Linked DNA regions of Mus musculus: region 2 is linked to region 1. The links are chromatin contacts, called in public Hi-C maps. All regions are on one chromosome and are shown on one strand. Each heading gives the region's core, a stretch centred on a gene start, on an enhancer-like site or on the middle of the called end of the contact. The rest is flanking DNA. Distances are from core to core; before and after follow the strand shown. Region 1 overlaps Opcml (opioid binding protein/cell adhesion molecule-like). Region 2 overlaps Ntm (neurotrimin).

Evidence for each region. A called contact is a pair of places that touch in the nucleus more often than the background predicts.
Region 2: a contact with region 1 is called in a Hi-C map of cerebellar granule neurons, with 2.3 times the contacts expected there. The contact joins two enhancer-like sites. A contact is called at or near these places in 1 of 484 Hi-C or Micro-C datasets (cerebellar granule neurons) and 2 of 115 datasets of contacts at active chromatin or transcription factors (embryonic forebrain and neural tube).

What each region holds. Positions count from the first base shown.
Region 1 is chr9:28,404,784-28,407,303 of GRCm38.p6, forward strand. All of the region lies in intron 2 of Opcml (opioid binding protein/cell adhesion molecule-like), which reads left to right. Among named protein-coding and RNA genes, the nearest start is that of Gm39313, 9.9 kb to the left of the region's middle. Within about 2 kb of position 1,263, at least 6 of the 459 cell types and tissues checked have an H3K27ac peak or open chromatin away from gene starts, as enhancers often do. A contact at or near this core is called in cerebellar granule neurons, where this site is marked.
Region 2 is chr9:29,074,845-29,077,364 of GRCm38.p6, forward strand. The region is part of intron 3 of Ntm (neurotrimin); the gene reads right to left. It overlaps Gm15520 (a long non-coding RNA gene), which reads left to right. Exons shown (of 6, transcript XR_003948299.1): 6 at 1-2,520. Among named protein-coding and RNA genes, the nearest start is that of Gm15520, 41 kb to the left of the region's middle. Within about 2 kb of position 1,262, at least 15 of the 459 cell types and tissues checked have an H3K27ac peak or open chromatin away from gene starts, as enhancers often do. A contact at or near this core is called in cerebellar granule neurons, where this site is marked.

The sequences.
Region 1 (2,520 bases), core at 13-2,512:
CTAACCATCTGTGATGGCAGCGTGTGTTGGGGCTATTTCACAATTGAAGGCTTTAGATTTCCTGTGCCAGGGCACGACTTTTTATGAGTCTTAGGAAGACACAGCCCCTCAGTCTAACCCTGTGCGGTGCACTTGGGCCCTGATGCAAATTATGAGGCCTTTGTGTTTTTATGGGCTGGGACCAAGAAGAGCAAGCATGTAGCTTTTATGCACCGACATCATTCCTGTGTGAGAAGCACAATAGGGAAGCTTTTTGTTTTAGCTTAATGAGTTACAGAGAATCACTTCCATGCTCCAGGCAGAGGGGTGGAGATGCTTGGAATATGAACCTTTGGGGACTGGGCCTGCTGCAGCAGAGACTTTAATAAAAATGCAGCCACCACTTTCCACGAGCTCAGCAGATATCATCTTTTATCCCTTTAATGAGGCAGTTCTGGTCCTAGGAGACAGATTCAGGGACATCCCAGCTTAAGTATGTCTCAGTGTACACAGGGTGAATGTGTTTGCCCTGCCTATGACTTTGATGGTTATAGTGAAAATAAAATATTCTGACCCAGATTCTGCAGCCAGAATGCCTGGCTTCTACAAGGAGATATTGAGGGTGGGATTTCCTTCTTCCTGTTCTCTGTGCTTTTCCTTGTGGAGTCCTTCCAACACACACAGATATCTCCCAGAGGAAGAAATCTTTTCACATGAACCCTAGGGTTAAATTTGGATCCCTTCTGCCTTGGGAGGTTCGTAGGTAAATCATCTTTTCAGCTAGTGAAAGATCCCAAAGTCCTGTCTTCTTGACCTGCATGGTCCTAAAGACAGCATGAGTTACAAGTGCTTCTCATCTTTTGAGCACCCCTTAGCTTGTAGTGGATGAGAGTGCCTTATCCTTATTGTGTTGCTTCAAGGAAAGTTCCAGGTCTGCTCTTTGAGGTATGATTTGTGGGACTTCACTTTTGCAGGGGACTGGTGGTTCAAAGGTGCCAAAAGCATCTAACCGCAGTGTATGTGAACCCAGGAAATGTGGATAGTAGTAGTAGTGGCAAAAGAGTTTCAACACTGCCAAATACCTCTTGTTCTTTCAGTCTTTTGTTAGAGGCAATGAATTGTTTCATAAACAAGGGGGATATCACTAATAAATTTACAAATTCTGCTGTCCTCCTCCTTCCTGTCCCTGAAAATTAAATAAAAAACTTAGAAACTTGAGCTTCTGCCTTCTGGGTGCAGTAAGACAGTTCTACCAGCAGAGGGCGAGCTTCAAGCTTCAATCTCTCTCTCTCTCTCTCTCTCTCTCTCTCTCTCTCTCTTATTAGCTACTGGCCTGTTTTCATGATCTTCAATTCTAATGTTTAACAGCTGGGCTTGGTAATGGGAAAGGGGAATAAAAAAGGAAAAGCTGAATGGTTGCTTTTCATGCTTTGTGGAAACAACAATGTGTATGTTCAACTATGACTGCTGCTGCTTACCTGACCGTTGTGGTAGCTGACTTTTAAAAGTCAGCACAAGCCATGTTGATTTTGTCTCTCTTCTCTCTTCTGCCCCTTTCCCCTGCTATAGACAAACCTATCCCTGTGCCCACCTATTACTCTCTGGATCTCCTCTACAGATTTTACCTCGTGTAATCTTCTCTTCCATTGCTCTAATCTTACAAGGTGCCTCCACCGGACACTCTTTTCTTGTTACCTATGGTCTCCTTCACTTCTTCCCACCATCATTAATTCTTACTATTCTCTATGCTAAAATAGCTTGCTACTACCTCAACATTTCTTGAAAGAACATAAACAGTCCATGCAGATTTCTGCAGCTCAGCTTTCAACCTCTCTCTTTTTCCTTGTCTACTAATCTGTTCTATGAGCTGTGTTCCTTTCTTATCAGTAAGACGAGGTACTCAGTTGTTTCACTGAGAGGCCATGTTCTCAGTAAGGGGAAACCCACAGTCTTGGCCTCAGGGAAATCTATCATATGGTTTTTGGTAGTATTTTTGTTTTCTAAAACTTACAATTCATTTTACCTCTTCATTTTTTGCAATACTGGGGATCAAACTCAAGGCCTTATGCATGCTAGATAAGAGTAGTGCTATAGCCTTATAGATTTTCCTATAGCCTTATAGCTCTATGTAAAATGACTTTTATGACTCCTTGAAAGAGTTCATTAGGGGTTTATTTCTTGGGAAGTTAGTGTTCCGAATGTATCAACGAGTTAAATGATACACCTATCAGAATTAGTAAACCCCCTTGAAGGTGTCTGTTCCAGGTCACATGACCTCTTAGTTCCTAAATCCTGAACAAAGTCAGGCAAGGAGCAGAGACCAGAAGGTAAAGCCAAGATATCCTAAGCTTGTGTACACACTCAATTCCCTGTGAAAATTTCCCCAGCTCAGAGAGGACAATTGCTTCCTGTGGGAGATCAGTTTTGTTTTGACAGGCCCTTGATTGTGCTGAGAGACCTTAGGAAGTGACGTGCTACAGCATGCTACAGAAGACTGAAGTTTTCAGTATAGATAAAAACTCATTTTATATAAATGAGGCC
Region 2 (2,520 bases), core at 12-2,511, 670 kb after region 1:
CAACTATGTGCCCTCCTGGGCTGGCTCTCTCCTTTGCAGCTCCCTCCCTCTTCACATATATTCAGGCACTCTGCTTCTCCATCCTTGAGTATCTGGTCGCCTTCCCCTTCTGTCCCATAGTGCTCTGCTCTGGTATTCCTGTCTGTTCCGCAGCCCTTGGAACATACTTCCTCTCCTTGCACCTAGCTCCTAGAAGTGGCCATGGACTACAGCTTCTCTGTAAACATCCTCACCCATGCTACAGAACATGCCTGGCCTCTGCCAGGTCTGGGAGGGGCCATGAGCTTCTTTACCTAATCCAGCAGCCATTGCTTCAGTGCACTTAATATTCACGACAGATAGAACATTTCATGGCGAATTGGATGCACATTCAACTGGAAATGAAAATTTTATGACTGTTCTCACCCTGAGCCACAGATTACACCAGCTGAGAAAACACGGGCACAAATGTACAACCTGTGAACTGTAAAGTATATTAATAATGAAACCACAGCCTGAGAAATGAAGCCTTTATTCTGTTTATATTCTGCTCCATTAATAGAAGGCACTTCAGCTGGCTCCGCCCCATTAGACAGCAATCTGTGCAGTGAACAAGGCTGGCTAGGAGACCTGTGGCTAGGGCTACTGGGGGCAACCTCTCAGCCAATGCCACTCTGACTGCAGAACTTCAAGTGGGCACCAGCCTTCTCCAAGTGGCAGCTAGGGATATGTGCACCCAGACTGTACATATGATTTTCATGCATATATAGGTCCTCATGCATGTCATCAAAGGACCATGCTTCCTCACCAAAACACCAGAGTTAAAGACAGAAAGAGAAAGGAAAAAAATCTCTTCTCCATACAGAAACTAGAACTGATCACCAAGGAGCTGAAACACATATTCAAGTATTGGGAAATTCTTAAAGTGAAGATACCCATCCCTAAATCACCCGCTTTATACACTTTAATATACAGATTTCCATACCTCATCTTAGAAATAATTAATCTACTTTATTATTTGACTACATTCACGGTATACGGTTCCATCTTTGTCAAACTCCAGATGCAATACTAAGAGCATCTCCCAGGTGAAACCAGCCCTGCTCTGCCTTCCAGCTTTCCAAACAGCCATAAAAGCCTACAGGCAGAAGCATAACAGCTAAATTCTTCCAGACAGGGTTTATACTGCCTGAGACCTGGGACTCGGCTATGCATACATATGCAGGGCCCTGGTAACCATGTGACTCAGCTTCCCTTTGCCCCCAGGAGCTACTTTGGGGATGCTTGCTGTGGGTGTACCCAGGAGCCCTGAGCTCAGCAAGGCAGAGGACCAATCTCCCTCCCTGTCAGTGCAGGCCTGGCATGATTTACAGATCTGCAGCGTAATTAGTGACAACTGGAAAGAAGTCAAGAATCTGTTCAGCCTATCATGGGAGCGCATGAGATGGGCTGGCAGATGGCAGAAACAAAAAAGAACCAGGAGATCCTTTGCTGAAGGAAGATTTGCACCCTGGCTGTGTACCTGCCTCTGCTGTGGTCCTAAAAAGTCAATGGGCACAGGGCAGGGCTGAGCGGTATATGTATAGTTAAGCTGGTGACTAATTTTCATTTGGCTACTGGCAAGAGCAACCCCTATTCCCCTGACCCGTCAGCTTCTTGGTTCCATCAGTGTCCCAGGACTGGGCACAAAGTGGGGCAGATGGTAGTTCTAGGTGGTGACCAACAACTGCCCTAAGGGGATGAGCTGCTTTGATGGAGTTGAGAATTCATATCTCCTAGTGTCCCCACAGCCATCATACTATCTTAAGGCAGCCCATCACTTATATGTTGGTGATGATGCTCATACAAATGAACACTGCACTGCTGTCATATAAAAGTCATCTGCATGGCACATAATGTATGGCACTTGAAAATGACCATATAGCTTTGTATCACTGGCCTATGTATCTACCATAATATAATTTTCCCATTGTCTCGGAGTACTATACCTATATAACATTTTCTGCAAATACTGTACCTCCATACTGGCCACAGATTCTGAGAGATCCTGCTTACCACATAATTATTTATATTCAGCGCATGGGGAATGATTGGCCTAGACTATCCAGTTTTCTGATACCTCTATGGCATCCAAACACTTATGATGCAGTGATGATTAAGCAGCTTGCAGCTTTATCTACTTCATTTTCTAGTCCTGGATACCATGGTAGCCTAGGGCCATGGGATGCTCCACACCTCCACTCTTCTTGGAGATTAGAATCCCATGCTTAAAGAAAGGTAGTGCAGAGTGATGTGGCTGTTCAGGTCAGCCACACAGAATATAGAGAAGCACTCACTGGCACATGAAATAATGTCGGCTATCACATACCTCTAACGATGTCACCTACTCTACATGTTAGATAAATGGTTCTGACTGACAAATTCACCGTTTTGAAGCACATGGCTTTTAGTCTTCATTGTGTGTGAACACAAATTCTCAGATAATCCAGGATCTGGTGGCTTCTCATCAAGCTCTATGAGAAATCTCTCCTTTTCCAGTAA